Regions from separate parts of the Ovis aries genome. Here region 1 is linked to region 2. A link is a contact called in public Hi-C data. All regions are on one chromosome and are shown on one strand. Each heading gives the region's core, a stretch centred on a gene start, on an enhancer-like site or on the middle of the called end of the contact. The rest is flanking DNA. Distances are from core to core; before and after follow the strand shown. Region 1 holds the start of FYN (FYN proto-oncogene, Src family tyrosine kinase). Region 2 has its middle 59 kb from the start of CCN6.

What was found. A called contact is a pair of places that touch in the nucleus more often than the background predicts.
Region 1: a contact with region 2 is called in a Hi-C map of tail adipose tissue, with 3 times the contacts expected there. The contact joins the promoter of FYN here to the enhancer-like site in region 2. A contact is called at or near these places in 4 of 16 Hi-C or Micro-C datasets (blood, muscle, omental adipose tissue and 1 more).

What each region holds. Positions count from the first base shown.
Region 1 is chr8:25,876,961-25,884,387 of ARS-UI_Ramb_v3.0, forward strand. It overlaps FYN (FYN proto-oncogene, Src family tyrosine kinase), which reads left to right and starts at 3,788. Exons shown (of 14, transcript XM_060419485.1): 1 at 3,788-4,239.
Region 2 is chr8:25,754,679-25,761,473 of ARS-UI_Ramb_v3.0, forward strand. No RefSeq gene overlaps it. Among named protein-coding and RNA genes, the nearest start is that of CCN6, 59 kb to the left of the region's middle. Within about 2 kb of position 1,708, at least 21 of the 54 cell types and tissues checked have an H3K27ac peak or open chromatin away from gene starts, as enhancers often do. A contact at or near this core is called in tail adipose tissue, where this site is marked.

The DNA of each region.
Region 1 (7,427 bases), core at 2,538-5,037, 120 kb after region 2:
GTCCATGGGGTTGCAAAGAGTTGGACAGGACTGAGACACTTTCACTTTCACCTTGTGGATGCACTTACTTTTCATGTGTTTTCAATCGAATTATTCATTTTTGCTTCCTATGGATGTGTCAGCATTCTATATTAAGGATTCTTACCCTTGCTGTATATGTGGCTGTTGAGTTAACATTTAAGAGATTAAAACTGAAATGTAATTATCAAGCAAGAAAATATTTCAATTAAATAAAATTTAAGAGAAGGAAAATGTTACTTTAAAAACAAGAGAATAAGAAATTCAGTTGAGACAAAACAAAGCCCAGATAGGAAGAGGAAAATTGAAAGAAATAGAAAGAGAAAAATAACCAGTACCCGTCAAATCAAAGAGAATTTCTAGAACAATGTCTACATTCTAGTTTGTATATATTAAGCTGTCAGTAAGAAAACAGAATGGGGGCTTAGAGGACAAGATGGCTTATCTCAGGAAGGCTAGGGGCAGGGCCATGGATCTTTAATCAAGGTGTGTGTTGAGACCTGCACAGTAGATCAAAATGGGGAATAGCATCCAAATCTTTCCCAGTACTCTATACACTTGTTCAGACCATTAGCTAATCCTCCTAGGAGGCCAAATCCATTTAAACCCACATTTAAGAAGGGCAACAGATAGAAAGGTAGGCAAGGAAAGAATTACAAAAACAGGATGAAGTCTTGATGGGAGCAGGTTAATCTGTCATCTTAATTGCATTGTCTCTTCATTTTGTTCCCTAATTAGATCAAGGAGCTATTAGAGTTACAGACGCTAAAAAAGCGACTCCTCTTGAAGAAACCATAAACAATGAGATGCCTCACTCCACCTACTCCAGATTTCATGTAAGATAAATTGAACCTCACATGGAATTCCAAGGAGGGCTCTATCTCAAGAGCGGTTTTTCTGAGAGTACATGACATTATCTTCAAAAAGGAAGACGGTACCCTTTCATGTCCATTTAGTCTTCAAACAAGTAGCGTGCTTCAGATCAGTCTTCCTCTGTCTCCATTTTACATATAAGAACACTAAGGGCCAGAAAAGGCAAGTGATTTGTCCCATCAAGGTGCTGTCAACAGTGTGCAGTGTGGAGCTGGAATCAGAAATAATCTAGTCTAGTGCTGTCCAGTAGAAATGTAATGTGAGCCACATACGCTATTTAAAATTCTCTAGTAGACACATTAAAAAGTTAAAAGAAATAAGTGAAATTAACTTTAATAGTATATTTAGCACAATATATTCAGACTATTATCATCTTCACATGTGAATAATATAAAAATCATTTAGATGTTTTATATTTTTTATGCTAAATCTTTAAAATCCAATGAGTCTTTTCTTTCACAGGACATTTAAATTTGCACTAGTCACATATCAAAAACTCAAGTACATTTCAAGTGTGTAAGAGCCAGGTGTGGCTTTTGGTTACCACATTGGACAGCCTGATTCTAGATCAGTGGTTTTCAAGGCCTGGTACCCAGACCAGGAGCGTCAGCATCAGCTGGGAACTGTTAGAAATGCAAATTCTTGGGCTCCATTCCAAGTCTACCGAATCAGACCCTCTGGGGGTGGAGGTCACCAATCAGTATTTTAACAAATCCCTTCTGGTAATTTTGATGCATGCTAAGGTTTAGAATCATTTGTTGCTGTTGTTCAGTTGCTAAGTTGTGTCTGACTCTGCGACCCCATGGACTGCAGCACACCAGTCTCCTCTGTCCTCCACTATCTCCCAGAGTTTGTTCAAATTCATGTCCATAGAGTTGGCGATGCTATCTAACCATCTCACTCTCTGCCACTCCTGCTCCTTCTGCCTTCAATCTTTCCCAGCATCAGAGTCTTTTCCAATAAGTCGACTCTGTATCAGGTGGCCAAAACATTGGCGCTTCAGCTTCAGCATCATTGCTCTAGACAATTGCCTCTCCATTCCAATCCATAGAAAACTAGGAGAGCCATGGCAGGCTAGTACTGAGAAAGAAGAGCCTCTTCTCTTGAGATAAACAATTCTTGGCTAGATGAAGTTTGCGTTCTCTTGTATGGAAATTTCTAGTCCTAGTTGGGGTTCCATTTCTTGGGATTATGAAATAAATAATCAACACATAATTTAAATATGATTTCATTCAGTATTTTAAGGAAGAAAGAAACCCAGTAATCACACTATACAATCACTTTAAATTTAGTTTTTAATTTCTCTTGTCCTCAGTTTCCTCATTTGTAAAATGGGGATTTGTTTAACAAATGTTAGCAACTTTAAAAAGTATTGTGTACCTACTGTATAGCATAGGGAACTCTGCTCAGTACTCTGTAATGACCTATATGGGAATAGAATCTAAAACAGTAGATATATGTATATGTATAACTGATTCACTTTGCTGTACAGCAGAAACTAAGACATTGTAAATTAACTATACTCCAATAAAAATAGATTAAAAACAAACAACCCCCTCCCCACCCAATATTGCACAGATTTCTCAGGGGGAAGTTTCCATATAAATACCTCTTAGTTTAATTTTTTTTTAAGTACTATGTATCCAAAAAAAGGCAGAAAAAGTGACTGGTATTTGAAAACTACAGTCAAAACTTAGTGGGCAGGAAAGGTAATATTATAGATTTTGAACATAGAAGCAGATGCCAATTCACTTATATTTCTCAGAGCGCTATATTTTGCTGAGGGGGTAGGGTAGGATTCTTGCCAAAATCATTAAGAAGAATGAATCTGAGCATGCCTTAGAGTAGAACTTTCAGTAAACAGGAATTACCTATAAAGAAAATCAGGAAGCTGAAGTGTTTGCTTTTTTTTTAATGAAGTTACATCCTGCCATAGAAATGCTGGATAGGAAATAAAGACTGATGCACTCCCAGTTGTATATTAAACCAGCTATTATTTCATCAAGGAAAATCTGAGCAAAAGCTCAGATTTAGAGAAGGAAAAAAACCACGGGAAGGCTGAATTCATGAGAAAACAAAGACAACCAATGGCTACAATTGAACATGCTTTTGGAAAAAGCTATACAAACAAACACCCACTCTGTGATTGCAGATTCCATAGTAGTCGCTTGCCCTCTCCACCCCTTACTCGTATTTCCCTAATACTTCCTGCAGACTTTGCTTATATATATATACATATATCAGAAGACTATCAGTTCATTCTAATTTATTCCGTTTTATCCCCTTCCTTTTCTTCCTCCCCCTCCTTATAATTACTGATAATATTAACCGCGCGTTTCCAGGTTTCTCTTTTTTCCAGGTTTCTGTGATGGGATTCTCCCTTGCTCCGCACTCTTCGGTTTGATCAGAGAAAACAATTTAATCATCCTAACAGTTTCCCAATTTATCCTCCCACCTTCAAATTAAAAGACAACAGAAAGGAAAGATAGCCCTTTCTCAAGGCAGGTTCCCATGGTTTTGAGGGAATGGCAGATGCCTTTCTGCAGTAGCGGCTGCAACCTTCTCCAAAGCAGAAACTGAAGCTCACACTCTCCTCTTCTTTCCTTACCCTAACCCACTACCTCAAGTCCACGTAAACCTTAAAAAACACACACGCACAACTCCTCCAATCTAGTATCCCCTCTCACACCCTTACACCACAAGCACGCCAGGATGCCCAATGCCACCGGAACGCTCTGCCCACTCGGTGGCCCCACCCATCGCCGCCCCGCCCCCGCTTCAACCACCAATGGTCGCCGCCCGCTGCTCCCGAGGGGCTCGTTGATTGGACAGTGGAGCCTGCCACTCTCGCGGGGCCTCCCGCCCTCCCTCACTCCCCGCTGGGGCTGGAGGGGCTGGAGCATCAGCGCGAGTAGCTCGGAGCAGCCGCGGCAGCGGCGGCGCGTCGTTGCAGTTGCGCCATCTGTCAGGAGCGGAGCCGGCGGGGAGGGGGCTGCCGCGGGAGAGGAGGAGGGGTCGCCGCGAGCCGAAGGCCGCCGAGACCCGCCCGCCAACCGGCCGAGGGAGCAGAAGAGAGGCTGCCCTCGGAGCCGCGCGTCCATCACCGCCCGGGCGCGCGGCGCTTCACCCCGCGCACCGAGGGCTCCCCAGGCGCACACAAAGCCGCCGCCCGCGCCTGGGAGGGATCCAGTCGCCGGGCCGGGGACACCCGGCGCCGCCCCCTGGGCACTCTCAGAAGGCCCACCGGCTCCCGGGCCCGCCGAGCAACCACCGGAGCCGCTTCGGCCGCGCCGGAGGAGGCGGGGAGTGGACCATGTGAATGGGCTCCGGAGCCTGAGCGCAGCGCAGGTAAGCGGCCGGGGATGCGCCGCGGGGCCGCGGGGATGCTGCGGAGATGCGGGCCGCGGGCGCCGAGCGCAGCGCCGCCCCCGCCGCGGGGCCCGGCGCTGCAGTCTCTTGGCCATCGTTGCCTCTGGGGCTCCCCGCGGGGCTGCCAGGGAGTTGGCCTTGCTTGGAGTCTTGCTGTGGTCGCTCCGGAGGACACCTCTGCGGGCTGCAGCCCCGAGGTAGCGCAGGGCTGGGGGGTCCATTTCCTCAGGGTGTGAATAGGGATTGGCTTGGGGGGTGGCTAGGCCGGCCCAGACTCCGCCTCCGCCCTCTTTTCGGGGCCCCCCGCGGGGACCCGGGCTGTGTGTGTTGTTTTAATGTCAGGGATGATGTAATCACTTAATAATTGATGCCCCGTGCTGCTTCCCTCCCCACCCCACTCCACCCCTGCCCCACTCCTCCACCTCTCGGCCTCCTCCTCCTGTGGCCGTCGCCTTTCCCATCGCATCCTCCAGCTTATTTCTGGCACCTCCCTTGCACTTCCCCCATCCTCCCCTCGACTCTTCCTGTGCCACCACCCACCCTTCCCCAGTCCCCCGTGCTGGAGCCTTAGCTCCTCTTCCTCTGACCCCTCCAACCCTCCTGCTCCCTCAGGCTCCTTTCTCCTTCCTTCTCAGCTCTCTGGATTTCCTCTCTACTTCCCTAGATCGATGACTGTTTTTGTTTGGTCGCCTCCCCTCTCTTATCTCTGCGGCCACAGGCGGAGGGGACTGAGCCAGAAAGAGGCCACCAGGCTTGGGCCTCGGCGGAGATTTGCTGGGACTGAGTGAGAAGAGGGATAATAAAATCACCCTTCTCGCCCCTCCTCCCACCAATAAATCACACAGACTCGCGGGGTGTGTGTGTGTATGTGTGTGTGTGACACAAAGAGCCCTTTCAGTGCACAGAGAGGAGACGCATAAAGTGCCCAAGGGTGGGCGCGATGCTTCTTGTTTCTCTTCCCTGGGGCTTCCCTTTTGCTCAGATAAAGCAGTTGATCTTCTCTCTGAGAGTCTTTCCTGCCACATTTACCAAAAAATAAAAGGCCCCAGATGCAGGGTGGCAGGTGCTGCCGTTTTGCTGTATTCATGGACCGGTAGTGTTGACTGGCGGCTGCAGTACTTCTTAGATTGAAGGGGGAATTGATTTCAGCTGTCTGAAGAGTTGCTTTACTCTCAGGGTAGCACCCTCCCTTGCCCAGTTTTAACTCCCTTTCATGGTAGGGGGTAGGATACATGGGTGTGGGAGAGGGAGAATTTTGTTTCCAAAAGAGAGTTATATTGATGTTTGCTAGGAGTGAGGCAGCCTAACTTGCTTCTCTCAAGTCTAAGGAGGACTGAAGTCATTTGAAATGAAGTCTTGTCCACCCAGTGATGGTTGTTTCACCCTTGTATTTAAAGAAGCTCCTGGGGACATTGCTAACACAGCAGTAAGTCGGTATTTGGAAGACTACTGGGGACTGTGTCTCTCTTGCCTGCTTCAGGGTACCCTTCAGACAGCCACTTCCTTCCTCTCACCGCCAAGCCACTGCCGTACTTTCCACCCTTTGTGCTCTTTCTCCCAAGTCCCTGCCCCTCTGCCCCTCGGGTCCTGTGCTTTCAGACAAGGGACTGATTTTTGGAGGAAGTGGTTTTGTTAATTGTCTCAGGTGTTGGAGGCACTTAGCTATGAGCGAAGAAGGTAGAGAATCTTTTGCCTGATCTCTTAAACCATCTGCTTGATGTTCCTCTTAAAAAGGAAATGTAAATGTAAATCTGGGGGCTTAATGTTCCATTCTGTAAGCCAGTGACTGTTACATGCTTAATCAATAATGTCAAAACTTAGGTCGAACCCATTGATTCCTAAGAGCATGGCTCTTTGACTGTTATAAGTAATAGAACTGTCTCAAGTTCTTCAAGAATTTTATTAGAGAAGAATTGTTATGGTTCATTAAACATTTACTCCTGCACTTTCTAAGGACATTCATCTTGGAACATTTTATATTTTAAAAAAAGCAAAAGGGTTAATGAGGGTAGTGTTCAAAACAAAAAAACAAAGCCTTGTTTGTTTGGCCAAACCCAGGAAAGAAAGTGCACAATAAGCTCACCCTCTGTTGACCGAGTTCAAGAGAGTGGTGAGGTTGAATGTGAACAAATGCATATTCTGCTTTCTGTACTTTTATTCTCTGCTTTCTCCTGGGTCTGAAATCTCCTAACCCCATCTGATTTGCTTGGGTTCTGTTAAACCTAAGGCCCAGCTCAAAAGTCTTCTACTCTGGGATGCTTTCTCCTCCTTTCCCCTTCAAGCAAATCACCATGCCTCCAATTTTGCTTTCACACTTCAGCAGCTGGCATTATGGTTGGCACGTGTCTGTTTCCATCATTAGTTGATCAACACATTGAAAGAAGGAACCTGGTCTTGTTTCAACAAATGTGTTAGGTCTTTGGTATGTGCTAAGCACCTGGCTTAATTAGGCTAATATTAGCAGCTATAACAAATAGGCCTGCAAAAATATAATGACTCAAAAGTAATAGATGTTTATTATTCCTCATGTAATAGTTCAAAATGGGTATTTCTGATCAGTGGGTGACTTTCCTCCATGCAGTGATTCTGGGCTCCAAATTCCACCATGCCTTGGCGCTCCATTGTAATTTGCTTTCAGCTGGCAGAAGCACAAAGAGAGAGTAGAGGGGATGAACCCACTTTTTAATTACCCTGGCCTGGAAATGACACACATCACTTCTGCTTACATCCTTTACTTGAGGGATAGTTAAATGGCCACATTAAACTGCAAGGGATCCTGGGAAATAGTCATCATATGACTAGAAAAAAAGTCAAGAAGATATGTGTTTGGGGCCAGCAACTTGGCTATATGCCACAACTCAGGTGGTACGAGTGGAAAAGAATCTGCCTGCCATTGCAGAAGACACAAGAGATTGAACCTGGGTTCAGACCCTGGAGGGAAGATCCCCTGGAGAAGGAAATGGCAACCCACTTGCCAGGAAAATTCCTTGAACAGAGAAGCCTGGTGGGCTATAGTCCATGGGTCGCAAAAAGTCAGAGCGCACACACACCCAACCTTGCTATGTGGTGCTGCTCAACAAGGCATAGTCGTTGCCTTCAAGGACTTTGTAGGTTGATGAGAATTAAATGGAAACCTAGAGCCTTTACCCATTATTGCCTTCATTCTT
Region 2 (6,795 bases), core at 458-2,957:
GCTGCCACTTTCGTCTCTTACTATTGAGTCCTCCTACCTTTCTTTTGTACCGTCACAGCCTGAGAAGAGATACTGATAAATTCCCATGGGGACAATCCTCCACCACAGACTTCTTCCCTCTAAATCTGCTACCCTCCTGCACTGACCCTTGCCACCTCAACCAGAATTATCTTCCCCTACTGGTGTCATTTTTGTTTTTTTTTCTTTTTATTTATTGGAGTATAGCTGCTCAACAATGTTGTGTTATTTTCTGCTGTACAACAAATGAATCAGCTATAATATACATACGGCCCCTCCCTCCCACCCATCCACGTCATCAGAGAGCGCCAAGCTGAGCTCCCGGTGTTATGCAGCAACTTCCCACCCGCTGTGGTTCCACACATGGTGGTGTATTTACGTCCAACCTAATTTCCCGATTCATCCCACTCTCCTCTTCCCACCGTGTCCACACATACATTCTTTACGTCTGTGTCTCTACTCTTGCCCTGAAACTAGGATCATCTGTACCATTTTTCTAGATTCCACATACATGTGTTAATATAGAATATTTGTTTTTCTCTTTCTGACTTACTTCGCTCTGTGTGACAGACTCCAGGTCCATCCACGCCTCTGCAAATGACCCAGTTTCATTCCTCTTTATGGCTGAGTAATATTGTTTTTATTGAGCCGTCATTTTTATTTTACTTTTCTTACCCTTCTTGAGCTGGGATTCTAGCAGCTTTCCACATCACCAAAGACAGAGCCAAGGTGCTGATCGTTTGTTTCCAAGGCCAGGGAGCTTTAGCCACCTTTCCTCTTCGCTATGTCCCTCCCCCTTGGCCTGACCTTCTTCTTGCCCCAAACCTGTTCCTAAGCTGTGCCACAGGCTTAGCCAGGCCACCTGGGAAAACTTGCTGAACCGATCCAGTGCTCTCACAGGCTTCCCTGGCCCTGACTATGTGTAATTCCCACCACTCCCTTTATCTTCCTGTTCACGGGCTCACCCTCCTCTGTCACTCCCGATCCTGGCATATAAGTGTGATGTTAAGGGAGCACACAGGGCCAGGGACAACCTGAGCCCAGGATCTGGTTTGTCAGCTGTAAGATTGGCTCTTACTTGAAGCATCTGCTTAGGTCCGCGATCTAAAAGTGCAGGGAGGAGGAAGCACTCGTGAAACCAGGAAGGCTCAAGCACAGTGATGTGCTCACAGCTTTAAAAACAGCAGCCAAGGAGCTTCTCTGGGGGTCCAGTGGTTGAGAACCCACCTTCCCATGCAGGGGACTCAGACTGATCCCTGGTTGAGGAACTAAGATCACAGATTCCTTGGATCAACTAAGTCCTCAGGCCACAGCTACAGAGCCCCCATGCTCTGGAGCCTGCCCACAACAACAAAAGATCCCACATGCACCAACTAAGACCCAACGCAGTAAAAGATAAATAACTGAAAAAGTAAAACCAGTCATAAAAATGCAGCATTTCTACTTCGAAGTTTTGTTAAAAGGCAGGGGGTGGGGGCGATGCAGGAGGCAAACCCAGTTCTTATCGTAAAAACATCCTGTGAACGTAACAGCCTTCAGTGGGTTGAAGTTACAGGGAAATATATTCCCTCCCCAAACCCCAAACCCCTATTCCCATTGCAAAACAGCAAAGTCATGGACCAGGCACTGTGATTTTAGCCTTTCTCTGAACACTCTCCTCCTGGCTCCTGACAAGAGTTTGGAGATCATCCTTTGACCTCATTGTTCAGAGGGAACGAACACCATCAGCCTGTGAGCTAACTTGGCCTCAACATCACCCCTGAGACTCAAAACCCGGCTTCAGAAGGGTGGGAAGGGCTGGACACAAGGAAAGGAGAGAGAGAGGGCAGGAACCTCGCTGGCTGTTATTGGAAGGACCAGGTCAGGGGAAGGAAGTCTTCCATAGCCGATAGCCAGATGAAGAAATGGAGAGACAGCCGCCCCCAGAGAGCCGCTGCCACCGAGGAAGGCCGAGCTGGAGACCCTGAGTTTCCCCACAGACCCTGCCTGACGCCCCTCTCTGAGCATCCCCCCATCCCGATCCTCCCCTGCTCAACCCTCTCTCCAGTAGGTATACACTCTCCACAGTTAGAGAGGTTGATGCTAACCTGACTGAACTCTAAAAGCAACCAAGAAGGCTTAAAAAAAAAAAAAAAGTACTGGTGATCTACTTGGAGGAAATCTGCTGGAGAAATAAAAAGGTAACTCTTTGAGTAGCATCTACAGACCTGATGGCTGTGTGCTAATGCAAGTGAAACGAATCCTCCGTCCTGAGCTTGTCTACCCGGGAAAAACAAGGAGGAAACCGTCCGTCTTGCCTTTGTTTGCAGGGAATTTCAGAATTCCCATCTTTGCTCTTTTCATTCTGTGCTCTTAGCCAAACGCAAATCCGGAACCACACACTAGAGGTCGCTGCTCATTACGCTCCAACCTCATGTTGAAGGCGGGTGGGGGAAGGGCTGACCGCCTCTCTTCACTCAGTGGGAGGAACCTGCAGGCTCCGGCGGCTGGGAAATCTGCTTGGTCACACCCAGGGCAGGTATGTCAGGAGGCCGGAGCCCGCAAGTGCGTGCGTTGCTCTTCCTGACACAGGCCGAAGTATAACAAAGGAAAAAAGCAAATTGCCAAAGGTACTTCCAATTGTAAAGCACTGCCTAATTGGTGACCTTTAAAACGCTTGCCCTCTCCTCCTCAACTTACCAAATGGAACCACATCTTTCCAAGTGACCCACCATGAACAGTAAGAAGGACCTGGATAAAAAGCCAAGGTTTAAACAGACGGTACCAGCAGCGAGCCACCAGCAATGACACCACTGGGTTGGTATCCTCCCCAGCTGGTTCTGTGCCCAGAATATAAAACAGCTAAGAAATAAAATGACAAGACAACAAAGCAGATAACACTGGAAGCAATTACAGCCTCTCTCGATGCTGAGATTTCTAGAACTGCCACTCAAGGAGCGGTACGATTCTAATCGAAGGCCATTACCCATGAACCAGATCGCAGGCTGGCTGATTCCTATTATTCTGTTCCTAATTTTCCTAATTATGTTCACCTGTCCCTTCTTTAGTCCTGACTTTGCAAGTTGCAGTCCAGTTCACACAGACCCATCTCAAAAGCAATATAGAGGCTGGAGTTGACAAAAAAAGCCAGCAGTATCATTGTTTCCAGGCAAGTCCCAAAGTGTTTCTTTATTATTTGCTGCATTTCCACTTCTGTCTTTTACTCTAGATCCAGAGTAGAATCTATTAATAGATGTTGATGCAGAGTCCTTACACATACAGGTGCTGCTACGAGACCATGTATGTCAGTATGAAGACTGTAGCACTGACTCCATCTCTTAGGGAAATTCCTAAAAGACAGAGCCCAAAGCACCGGTGTAGACAGAGAAGGTCTCTTGCTGAAGAGTAGGGGGGCTTAAACCTTTCTGCTTGTGGGTTACAAGCAGAGGTGGGAGCATGTGGGGACAGGAACAGCTTGGCAAGGGCAGGGAAGTAAACAGAAGCATGGCTTCTGTGGGGAGACCCAGGTGATGCTCTTGCCCCAGGCTGAGGTGCTGTTGCTGAGTTAGAAAGGAGCAAGGGAACCGCTGAAGGTGGCAGAGCGGGAGGAGCACAGTGTATATCGTGATGAGGAGTCTGGACGCACACTTTTTAATTGTGGCAAAATATACAAAACATAAAATGTACCATTTTAATCATTTTTAAGTGTACAATTCAGTTAGCATATCCACATGATTGTACACCATTGCAGCTATCCATCTCAGGGACTTTATCATCATCTCAAACAGAAATTCTGTACCCATTAAACAATAATTCCCCACCTCCTCCTCCCCCAGTCCACGATAACCTGTAATGTCCTTTCTGTCTCTGGGACTTCATCTGATCTAGGTGTCACGTCGGAGAAGGCAATGGCACCCCACTCCAGTACTTTTGCCTGGAAAATCCCATGGACGGAGGAGCCTGGTGGGCTCACTAGAGGCAGGAACGACTGAGCGACTTCACTTTCACTTTTCACTTTCATGATTGGAGAAGGAAATGGCAACCCACTCCAGTATTCTTGCCTGGAGAATCCCAGGGACAGAGGAGGCTGTTGGGCTGCCGTCTGTGGGGTCGCACAGAGTCGGACACAACTCATGCGACTTAGCAGCAGCAGCAGCGGCAGGTGTCACGTACAAGTGGACTCATAGAACCTTTGCCCTTCTGTGTCTTGCTTATCTCATGCTGTGTAGTGTCTTCAAGGTCCATCCACGCTACAGTATGTGTCAGAACCTCATTCCCCTCTAAGGCTGGATTGTTTTCCATTGTGTGTATAGATTACACGGTGTGTATCTGTTCATTTGTTGATGGATACATGGGTTGCTTCTACTTTCTTTTGGCTATGGTGAGTATACTATTATGAACATTGGTTTAAAAGTATCTCTTTGGGCCCCTGCTTTCAATTCTTTGGGATATATACCTAGGATTGGAATTGCTGGCTCATTATGGTAATTCTATTTTAACTTTTTGCAGAACTACCAAATTGGTTTCCACAGCAGCTATACCACTTTATAGTCCGACCAGCAAAGCACAAGGTTTCAATTTCTCCATGTCCTCACCAGCGCTTGTAATTTTCTAGGTTTCTGATAATGGCCATTCTAATGAGTCTAGAGGAGTATTTCATTGTGGTTTTTATTTGCATTTTCCTAATGATTAATGGTGTTGAACATCTTTTCATGTGCTTATTGACCATTGGTATATCTTTTGATGAAATGTCCATTCAAGTCCTTTACCCATTTTTGAATGACTTTAGAGGCAGTATGTTTCTGCTTCAGCTTGGCCACTTCCTACCTATGTGACCCTGAACTGGTTACATAATTTCTCTGTGCCTCGATTCTTCCACCTGTAAGGTAGAGAAAAGATCATTTACCCCATCAGTTCAGTTCAGTTCAGTCGCTCAGTCATGTCAGACTCTTTGTGACCCCATGAATCACAGCATGCCAGGCCTCCCTGTCCATCACCAACTCCCAGAGTTCACCCAAACTCATGTGCATCAAGTCGATGATGCCATCCAGCCATCTCATCCTCTGTCATCCCCTTCTCCTCCTGCCCTCAATCCCTTCCAGCATCAGGGTCTTTTCCAATGAGTCAACTCTTCGCATGAGATGGCCAAAGTATTGGAGTTTCAGCCTCAGCATCAGCTTTTCCAGTGAACACCCAGGACTGGTCTCCTTTAGGATGGACTGGTTGGATCTAATTGCAGTCCAAGGGACTCTCAAGAGTCTTCTCCACACCACAGTTCAAAAGCATCAATTCTTCGGTGCTCAGCTTTCTTCACAGTCCAACTCTCACATCCATACATGACCACTGGAAAACCATAGTCTTGACTAGATGGACCTTTGTTGACAAAGTAATGTCTCTGCTTTTTAATATGCTGTCTAGGTTGGCCATAACTTTCCTTCCAAAGAGTAAGCGTCTTAATTTCATGGTTGCAATCACCATCTGTAGTGATTTTAGAGCCCCCCAAAATAAAGTCTGACACGGTTTCCACTGTTTCCCCATCTATTTCCCCATAGCATTGAGCAATTTGTATCCATTACGCATTATGAACAGTGCTGTAGCTGGCACGCAGTCAGATTAGTCTTAGGAAGATATGAGGTGTCCAGGAGAGGAGAGAGACCCAAGGAGTGGGGAGCAGTCAGGAGACAGTGTCCTGCCACCAAGGTTGGTGGGAATAGCCTCAGTCATCTCATAGTCCAGCCTCTTTATGTAACAGGAGAGGAAAGAGACAAAAATGAAGCCCAAGAGTCCAGTGGCAAGAGAGGCTCTCAAAGCCTCCTCTCTAGAGTCCAAATCCTGGACTCTTCCCTTCTCTGCCTTTGTTTCATCCTACAGCATTTGTTAATGTCCTTGTGGGAAATGACTCAAACACCTTCAAAATCACCTGGACCTCCTCTTACTGGTATCACAAGCTGGAATCCATGGGCCTACAAAAGCTGTCAGTTTTGAGGCTGAAAGGGGAGCTGATATGAACAAGAGGTAGTGTCCAGAATTCCTCTTTGGAGAAAAGGACCCCTGGGCTCTCTCAGTGTTCAGGGTGCTCCAGTTTTCAGATGGCATCACAGCCTAGATCACCTGTGCCCAACCTTCCGCCTTACCTCCTGCATGTGTGGGAAGCCAGGTAGAGTAGAGACCAGGGGCCATGGGACCCCCACCCACCCACTCCACCCAGGGTCCAAGGGTGCAGGCAGCCTCACTCTTGTCAAATGGTGGTCTCACTGAACGGAAGACCTGCTTGACCTTGTGTAGCTCTGATTACTCTATGCCTACCTGCAAGGATGAAGATGCTGCCTCCCCACCCCCATGGTGCAGGTGACAGAAACTGTTGGATAAATGACCAGAAAATGAGCTGAGGTCACATGGTCTGCTGAAGGTTTTTACAGCACCTCAGACACAGAACTCCTCGCATTACTCCTTGTGCGTCAGTATAGGCTCATCTCACAGAGCCTGAAGCTGAAGTTCATTTCCGATTTCCTAAACTGTCCCGCCTCCAGCAGCAGAATCTGTTCATTTCAGCTTTAGGTACACCCAGCCGCCCCGCGTCTCTGTCTTAGATCCCGCCAATGTGCTTTCTCCCACCCGCTGCCCTAAACGACACAGCACCATGCGCTTCATCTCTGATGAAGCCACACGCCCCTCTGCGCGGTCTGTGTTCCAATGACTCACATCAAATTTCCTGTTTGGCTTCCTCTATAGACACACGGCTCCTGGTGTTTTCACTCTTCTTCTTGTGGTACATCCGGCCTAAAAACACTTATCGCA